Linked DNA regions of Gossypium hirsutum: region 1 is linked to region 2. Evidence: chromatin contacts called from public Hi-C data. All regions are on one chromosome and are shown on one strand. The core of a region is the stretch at or near the end of the contact, and the rest is flanking DNA. Distances in the headings are between cores, read along the strand shown. Region 1 holds the start of LOC107912287 (protein COP1 SUPPRESSOR 2). Region 2 holds the start of LOC107912233 (meiosis-specific protein ASY3).

Evidence for each region. Hi-C and Micro-C count contacts between places; a contact is called where the count stands out from the background.
Region 1: a Hi-C map of leaf shows a contact between it and region 2, with 2.0 times the contacts expected there. The contact joins the promoter of LOC107912287 here to the promoter of LOC107912233 in region 2. A contact is called at or near these places in 2 of 34 Hi-C or Micro-C datasets (both in leaf).

What each region holds. Positions count from the first base shown.
Region 1 is chrD11:10,313,450-10,318,243 of Gossypium_hirsutum_v2.1, reverse strand. LOC107912287 (protein COP1 SUPPRESSOR 2) reads right to left here and starts at 3,379. Exons shown (of 6, transcript XM_016840390.2): 1 at 2,988-3,379; 2 at 2,655-2,852; 3 at 2,396-2,519; 4 at 2,111-2,184; 5 at 1,692-1,849; 6 at 954-1,476. The coding sequence starts at 3,085. The coding sequence ends at 1,313.
Region 2 is chrD11:10,150,308-10,155,589 of Gossypium_hirsutum_v2.1, reverse strand. It overlaps LOC107912233 (meiosis-specific protein ASY3), which reads right to left and starts at 2,412. Exons shown (of 11, transcript XM_016840316.2): 1 at 2,155-2,412; 2 at 1,498-1,739; 3 at 1-985. The coding sequence starts at 1,530.

The DNA of each region.
Region 1 (4,794 bases), core at 2,130-4,629, 160 kb before region 2:
TAACTATTTTTGCCATAAAATATAAATCAATAAACAACAAATCAATGTGAAGGTCAAACCAATTTGATCTTAGAATCCACTGTTCAACCGAATTTTTCATTTGAAATATAAATTAAAATTTGAAAATTCAACTTTAAACGTACCTTCATTTCAATAGTATTAAGGTCTAATTTCGGAATGCTTCTCAAAAGTGTTTTTAGAAAAAGAAAAAGAAAACATTTTTGGAAGAAGTTAAAATTTTCAACTTCTTAAAAAAGTGCTTTTAGGCCAATTTTTTTACTTGAAAGAAACATTTTTTCTCTCAAAAAATAGTTTGTTTATGAATATTTTTATCTTAAAATGCTTCTTAAAAGTAATATTAAACACATCGCTTATGGCTTCAAAAGCACTTTTAACCCCCAAAATATCTTTGAAAGGTAATGCTAAGCCCACCTTAAATGTAGTGTAATGGACTCAACTTTTAACCTATATAACTAATAAGGTTAAAATTTAAAGGGCAAACTACAAAAATAACCACTTTGTCTCAAATTACATTTTAATCACTTAATATTTAAAATGTTACATTTTAGTCACTTACGTTATCGTTTTGTTACGAAGTGACAACTCTACCGTTAAACTCCGTTACCTCCTAACAGCAGTCCTACATGGAAGTCTAAATAAGTTTTAAATGCAAACTTGGATGTCTAATTGCTGTGATGAAAATAGATTTTTAATTAAATAAATTTAATTTGAACTGTCACATAAGACCACCATTAAGGAGGTAACGGAACTTAAAAGTAGAGCGATCACTTTGTAACAAAACGATGACGTAAGGTGACTAAAACGTAACATTTTAAACATAAATGACTGAAATGTAATCTAAGGCAAACAAAAGCGACTATTTTTACAATTTACCCAAATTTAAATCCCATCCCTTGCAAAAAACCCTTGTGGAAAAAGGAACGATCTTTCAATTCATCGTAAGTATCGTGCTGGACCATTCATCTCTGATGCTCAACAGTAACACAGTTACAATTATTATCCTGTCTGCTTGCTTGTAAAGATTGATAGTCTTTATATGTTGGGGAAAAAATTTCAAAAAGCATCTAAATATGTTTCTACTACTTGGTTTCTGGTATTTAAGTGTACTTAGACAGAACTCCATCTCAGTGATCATGAAAATTTACGATACTACAACAGTCACAACAACAGTTTCTAAAGTAACTTGACCAATTGTTGCCAAGTGGACATTTTGGTGCACAAGTAGCATTGCAGCCAATCATAGGACATGATGCTTGAAAGCCCAATTTGATATGCTGCTCTTGTAACTGTGTTATCTCCGCATTACTCGTTGGCGTTCTCGCTTTCGGAAGCGCTCTAGCATAAACTGATCTGTTGCAGCTTGCCTACTTCCTGCAGCATCATTGCTTGCGTCAGTTGGTTTGGAGCCAGCATTGTCATCCTGTGAACCTCGGTCCTTGTACAGCTCAGGATGTTCTGCAAGTTCAAACGAAATGGGGTTAACTGCTGAACAAGACGTACTTCAAAAAAGAAACAGAACTGGAACAAACGGTCTTAAAAATGGCAATTCATACCAATAAAGGGAAGAAAACTAACTGATCCAAACTAGCAAGTAATTTGCAGAGCAAAATCAATCGAACTAAAATCATTAACCTCTAATTACAAAAGCATGAAAAAGAAAACGTAACAACCTCTTCTAAGTTTTTCAGCGTAATCCCTGCCTCGCTGGAAGTAATCAGCACTGTAACTTGATGGGATGCTAACTTCTGATTTTGCCCGTCCCATGAGCCGTTTTTCCTGTAGTAGCTTTTTAGCAGCCTCTGTTTCCTCTATATTTCTTAACTTGTATCTGCAACCAAAGGAACAATTAGAATTATGACATAGATTACTCTATTACAGAAATGGGTGACATACTTTGGTCATCATTTAGTTGGTCTAAGACATTATATCATGTTTGCTTAGCAGCTAAACAAGGTCTATGCTGGAAGCTAAATTTTCCCTATATGCAAGAAAACTAAATAAAGCACAAACATTACAAAGTAGGATCCCATGATAGGAAGATCCTGCAGAAGCTTAAGTTCTTAAAATGAAAGGTTAGTAAAAAGCATACTCAATAGGGAGCTGAACTTCGGCAATCCCGGTAGTCCATTGAGTAGAACTTTCTTCGGAATTCCGTTTTTTCACCTGCAAGGAATTGGCCATGAAGTTACATAAATTTGTTAAATGTAACATGTAACATTCTTCAAATAAGAGAAAAAAAAGTAGAATGCTTAAAGCTAAGGGATTGGAAAAAACAGGAAGCAAAATGACACTCTAAAACTAAAAATGAGATGTAAACAGTTCATAAGAACAACAACGAAATATGATTGCCAATGATATGGAAATACGAACTCACTTTAAGATGCTCAGGAATTTTATACAATTCATCTTCAGCTCGTGTTAAATCATTCTCAACTTCATTTTTCAGATCCATGTTCCTTCCCCTTTTCTTCGCCAATTCTTGCTCTACATATTTTATCCTAAGTTTACAAAAACAATTACATAAAAGATAAATAAATAAACAATTTGAAAATCCTCCTTTAAGAGAAAAAAAATCAGCTGATTTCTTGTAAGAAACACACAAAAAAAGGCAAAGGGTAAAAAAAAATGCATACATGTTTGGATCCTCAACTAGGACGGCGGTTTCTTGGGCGAAGGTGTCCTGAAGAACAAGCTCCTCCTTTTCTCCATCAGCTTCGGCCTTTTCAGTAACTTTGGCGACGATGCCTCCTGTTTGCACCGAAGGAATTGCAGGTATTCCTGATTTCCTCTCCCTCTGTTTCTGCAGGAATTTCACTTCCTCTAACGCCAACCTAATACATTCAGAGGTTCTCTTCAGCTCATCCCTTTTTTTATTTATCTATTTTTTTCTATTTCCAACTTCAAATTCAAAAAAGAAAAAATCCCTAATTTATTGTAAAGAAGAAAAGGGGGGGGGGAAGGACTACCGTCTGTCTTCTTCATCGTCCGATTTGGAGGCGGGGTCATCTCCTTCGTCTTCTTGGATGCTTCTTTTCCTAAAATTCTTGTTATTCTTCTTCAACATTTCAATTCTCTTAACGATTTCCTTCTCCGATTAGAGTTTTAAATTACCTTTTTCTCTCCTTTCACCACTTACCACCGCCACCCAGCCCAGGCAGGCAGTCAGGCAGGGGAAATCTTAAAACGTTACTTTTTATTAACCAAACCAACCCCAGTCCAAACCCTGATTTCTATTTGTTGGACATGCTCTACACGCCCAATGAAACCCACTCCACGCCGGGCCGACTGTTGCTCCTTCAGTTAGCCACTTAGCCCTTTATTTTAGCTCTCTCATTTTCTTTAAAATAAAATTGTCATTGAACGTGGACACTAATTCCTCAAACACTTTTGTACCTAACGCTGTTAAAATGAGGATGAGACAGTTAATTAGCACTTATGAAGTACTAAAGCTGCATGAATGAAGTTTTAATTTTTTATAATTTATATCTTTATAGTATTTAAATAATTATATTAATTTTTTATAATTTTAGGGGATCAAAGTGTAATTTTACTTTTATTAATTTAAAATTTTAAAAAAATTTAGGGGACCTAAATAATAATTTTTCATTTTAGGGAGAACCGAGGCCCATGCCAGCCCCCTAGATTCGCCTCTGATGCCATCCATCCTTACTCATGCAGTTGCTTCTGAGTGAGGGCAAGATAGGTCGAAAAGGATCAAATTATCTTCCTTTCTATTCTCACTTTGTCCAACTTGTGAAACACCATCCCATGGCTCCAAATCAAAGCCAATTCTTCACCTGCTCAATCTTGTCTTGTCCATTCCTCAAGAACTACTTTCTTCTCGATTTGCAGTTTGCGATGTATAATTTGCAAGATGCGATTCCTCTTTCTCGCTAGATGCACATCAAAATATATTCTTAAATTTAGATTTGAATAAATAAGTGTGATTTAAAGTAAATAATAATAATAAGAGAATATATTTTTACTTGTAACGAGTGATGGTTAAAACTCTTATTAGACAATCGTTTGACACTAATTCAAACTATGTGGCCCTCATTTTGCGCACTTGTATAAAAAAATAATTAAATTTAATAATTTATGTGGAATAAAATTATTTTTAATTATAACAAATAAAATCAACATAATCATAATAAATTATATTCTAAAATTTAAATAGAAAAAAAAATCAAATGACATGATGATATTAAGTAAGAGATAGATTTATTGTTAGTAGTTTGCAATGTTAGTAATCCCACCTTACTAATAAATATAAATAATCAATTCTTTATAATTTGAGAAATTAAGTTGGATGCCTAACCCATTAGATAGGTGGGCTTACTTAATATGATCATTATAATTTTTATTTTCGAAATATGATAATTATTATTTTTATTTGTATCGGAACTTAATTATTGAAATAACATAATTTTCTTGAAAAGTTTCAAAAGGAAGAAACATGGTTTTGTCGAAAGATATTATGCTATGAAAAAAAATAATAATTTGTTTCACATGTAGGTATTAAGGATGAGTTTGGATGGGCGGTGCGTTTACTTGCGGTTAGTGTAAAAACAGCGGTAGCGGTGAGATTAGATATTGTAGCGTGAGACAAAAACCGCACCGCACTCAATCACCCATCCAAACCCACCCTAAGTGATATATTCTTTGATGAAAAGAGACGAGCAAGGCCTATAAAATACTTAAATATGATATGTTTGCTGCTTTATTTTTTCTGTTATTTTTAACTCCTCTCACCTTATTACTTGTAACACAAGA
Region 2 (5,282 bases), core at 1,163-3,662:
CAGTTTTCCTTTTCCGGGGCAACAATGAACCACCATTGACAGTACCATCTAGCTTTGCAGATCTTCCTTCACCAAAAGAGAAGATGTTATCTCCATGTTTCTGCTTGGAGGATAACCCAATTTTAGTGTTGGAAAACTTCACTTTTGCGGGAGATCGCTTTTGGATCAAGGGACAGGTTACTGGCCTCTTAACAGTCTTATTAGGATTGTCTGAAACAATTGCTACAGTAACTGAATTTTGTCTCGGCTTTACAGCTGTGTCCACCACATGATCAGCACTTCTCTCTTGTTTTGAATTATTGGCAGTGACCTTATGAGACTGTAAACTAGATTGCAGACTTTTTGGTGAAGAAACAGTGCCAAACAGCTCCTGCAGCTTCTGTTTCAAAGTTTCAGATTGTATGTTTTGAGTTTTACCTGCCTTGTGCTTTAACTCCACTTTACCTTTCGATGCATTTGCAAAATTTAACTCCTCCACCCTCTGTGATTTGCCATCCTTCCAGACTTTCCTTTGGTAGGCAAAGCCATTAATGAGGCCAAAATTATTCTGCTTGCTACCAACATTATGTGCATTAAAGTTTTGGTTTGGAGAACAAGGAGCTGAATATGTTTCTGGCACATCCTCCACTATATTAAGTGTCGTCTGTCTTGGGTTGGAAGTTTCTTCCCGTAAAGAGGCAGTCTCTGGAGCAAGAGCCTTTCTATGCAAGGATCTGGGAGTAATCCATGGAGATTTCACCTGCCCAGCATCTTCAGTTTGCTTCCCCTCAGAAGTTGTGACAGCGTGCCCTTTGTTTTTTCCCTCTAAGGAAATTCCAATGCTAGGTTTGATTCTTTCTGCATTCGCCCGTTTATCCTGATCTTCCTTGGTGCATCCAGGTTTTCTCTTAGCTAAATAATCTACCATAACTCCTATCGAAATCTTTCTAGATTGGCTGGATGGATGAAAATTGCTGCCATAACTTCGACAGTCACTCATCTGATCCTGAAAGGGAAAAAAGTTGCTAGGCATCAGACACTAACTTTCTTGCAGCAGTTATTGGAGTTGCTGTAATTTACTGGAATCTTAATGCAGTAACAAGAATACCAGTTCACTGTTATAAATTTTGCTCTATAAACTATAAATTAAACCAATTAAAATTAAAATAGTATTCAAAAGTGTCAAAATGAAGTAACTTAGACATTCCAGGAAAACAAGACCTACAAACGGCAATAACTGGAAAATAATCTACTCATGAAAAACAATGCACGTAATTGAAAAGAACAGCAGAACTAATTAAGTACTATTTAAGTACCATCATGTACTATTTAAAGAAAATAATAGATATTCTAAAACTAACATGTTAATCCAATAAAACTTATGATAAGCAGGCCCTCTAGCAACAAAAACTGCAAATCTGTAAATTATTGAGTACAAACCATTGGAGCAAGAAAGAGGCGAGATGGTTCAATAAAAGGAAAATGAAGCTTAAGAAACTGAAACTTTTTCCTACTTACTTCTCGTAAGCTTTGCCTCACGTCTACTGCCATTCTCACAATTTTCTCTTGAAATGCACAATTCAGACACTGCTACTAGAAGCAACTTGTAGGGTGAGCAATTGAGAAAATACAAATTTCAAATTCATGGTTCAACTCCGTTCGAGATATAATCTTAGGAGATCTCTCTATTTTCTCGTGAGATGCCAAGCTTTTAGCTGTTTTTTCTCTGATTTTGTTCTCTCCTTCCAACCAAACAAACCCTAGAGCAAAGGAAGAAGCACCAAATCATCAGGTCTCAAAGGAAATCATAAAAAAAATATAGATATTTAACTCAAAATCAATCATCCCATACTACAAGAAAACCAGAAAAAATATACAACGCGAATGATTCAACTCTAATTGTTCACAATCACAATAAAAATCATGAACAGTAAAACTAGAAGAAAAGAAAAATCAACAGCATAAATTTGAATCAAAACAGTATAAGAAAGATAAAAAAAAAGTATGGGGTAAAATCAAGGAAAAAGGTGAAAGTCATAATCCGAAAAAAAAATGAGAGATCACCGCCATAGATTCACAACATAATTAAATTTAGATCTAAAAGAAAACGTGAAATAACATTTAGAAGGATATCCGATCCGAGAATAATTGAAATTGAGAGAGATGACGGCTCACTTTTCAGCGGATAATTAAAGTGCGCTGGATTTTCGATTTTGCTCGGCGACTTTGAACGACAGTTGAAAGAAGCGAAGAGAAAAGTGGACTGGCAGAGTAATACTCGTAGGGTGAGAGGGGGGGAAATGGTCAGTTTTCGAGTAAATTTCTGCAAATGAGGAAAAGAAGCGGGAAAAGGGAAATCTATGTCTTGTTGTGAGCTTCTTGGAACTGGAAACGCCAAAATTGCAACGTATTGGGAAGTATTATCGTGTGCTTGGTGCGTAATGCGCATGTTTCTGAGGCCAGTCAATTGTCTAGACTGTCCCTGTAATCCTTTTCTTATTACAACCGAGGTTTAGATGCCCAACGGGTGATGGGGCGGCCCACCTAACAGATTTCATCCCCTCCGTGAAAATCTGTTATATTATCATAACAAAATTCCAATTTATCATCCTATTCTTTTATTTCCTTCAAATTTTGCATTGTATTCTAATTTATCTCCGCAAATGGGATTACTGATTATCGACACAAAATATCAAGATTCAGAATTAAAATTTACTTTGATTTTTTTTCTTTTTTGGCTAGAAAGAATCAGAATTTATTGATCATCAAACATCAACGGTACACAGTATTGGAAAATTACCAAGAGAAAACAACACGCAGTAACAGATTAAACTCTCACCACAACCAAGTACACTAGAGAAAGACAACAAGCTTCTCCTATACCAAAGAATCAAACATTCTGAGGAGGCGCCGGTAAACCATCCTTATCAAGAATGAAGACCAAATTCCCACTGTTATCAATACACATATCCTTTTTATACCTGGATGCAATCCAGTCTGCAGCCTGGTTAGTACTCCTGCGTACAAAACTCAATTTACACTACTGAAAACTTGTCTTTAACCGTCAATCTTATATACAATTGGTGCAAGCCTCCATTTCTTCCTAACTTTCCAACTACTCATTTCTTCATACGTTGATGTTTTGTTTAATCGAGTTTATATTAAAGAAGCCAATTTTACATTGATATCTGTATTGGTTTGTAAATTTTGTTTCTTGAAAAAGCATCATAATAATTAGATTTGAGTAGTGTTGGGAAAATCACATAATAATTTGATTTGAGTGTAATTGTTTATAATTATACTTTTCAATTCTTTGAAAGAAGGATGAGAATTAAAATAATTAACAGCTAATTGCATTCAAAACTACTTTTAAAAAATTATTTTATGCAAGTTATAAAAATTATATTATAAGTATAAACACATATAAGTGTTTAGAATGGTTATAGCAAATATATATATATTATAAAAATAATTTGTGTATTTATAAAGTTATAACAAAAATATATATTATTTAAATTCTAAAAAAATTCTAAAGTTATGGTCAAAAAATTTATTTTTTAATTGTTATAAAAATGTTATAATATATTTATTTATAAAAGTTATTATCAAGTATAGACATAATTTATTTATGTATCCTTGTTATATATTATAAATATAAATATACTTATTCATAAAAAAATATTATAGTTTTTTATCATAATTTATTTATAAAAAATAATTTTCTAAAATTATGACAAAAAATTATATTATTTATAATAAGTGTTATGAAAGTTTATAAAGGTTATATATATTATAAATTTTATATTTTTAATTTAATTTACTTATTATAAAAAGGCATATAACTTAATATAAGTGTTTTTCCAAATTAAATTTATATAAGTTTTTATAATTAAAGCTACAAACTACTTGAATTGTTAACTCAAATATTATAAGGTCGATGTTGATTATGCAAATAGAAAATGTTTTCTTATACCGTATTGTGGGGTATGATACTATTTGAGATAATGGTGCCAAGCAGGAACACCATAAACAACTCGTAAATTCTTTAATTTAAAACATTCAAGACTTTAAAATGTGGTTGAAAATATATTTTTCGTTCTAGGAAAATATTTCTCGTATTAACAACTTTACCTTAATATAGCATGAAAAAATGTTTTATACTAGCATGTTGCATATTTCATAATTTTGGTAGATAAGAATCTCGTAACAACTTCTTTCGAGAAATAGGTTAGACCAAGCCACTTCTCAAGAACAATAGCTAAGGGATCTACTACTACCACTTGGATCTAGAACCTACATGTTGATGCTCACGATTTCAATAGCCATACCAGTTATTTGGAGGAGATCTCTCGCAAAATATTTAGTGCCCATTTTGGTTAACTCTCCATCATCTTTCTTTGGCTAAGCAACATGTATTTCCACAATGCTTATTTTTCCAGTTATGAAGCATGGCTTAATGATCCTACTCACATTGGACCTAGAGCTTAGGTGGTTTGGCCAACTTCAATTATAAGTGGAATTGAGATGATCTATACTTTATAGAGCACATGGAAGAAGGAAATCTTGATGATCTTAATGATGCAGATTCAAATTTAGATAATGATAAACCCAGCCAAAGACTAATAGATGATGATAGTAAGCTTATGTTAAATGCTAAGGAGCGAATAATCATATAGATATGTACCAAAACAATTAGATAAAATTGCATCTAATGTTTATTTTTCTTGTTATTTTATTAGTATCATTTTATCAACTACTTTTTTAGACTAATATAATGCATATGAGTATTTTATTTTAATTTTTGTTACTTGCTTATAAATTATTTTTATCATGCTAATAATTTTTTATAATAATTAGTATTTTTTAAACAATATAAATTATGTAACTATGTAATTACAATTTGTACTACCAAACATGACATAGAGAATTACAATGTAATTACACCCTATCAGCTAAACATGTCTAGGGAATTACAATTTTTTGTAATTACACTTTCATTCAATCACTCTGTGTTGTCCAAACAATTCTTAACTTTACTTTTCTTTTTAGTGTAACTTTTGGTTTGTACTGACTTATATCATTTGAGATATGATATACATGTGGACAGAAATTAAATTAAAAAAAATCATTGATTTGTTTTATCTATAATGGTCATATTAGGCTAACAAAAAAAAGTAAACTACCAAAATAGTCACTTTTGTTTGCCTCAAATTACATTTTAGTCACTTATGTTTGAAATGTTACGTTTTAGTCACTTACATCATCGGGTTGTAACGTTTTAGTCACTAAGTCGTTAATTGTTG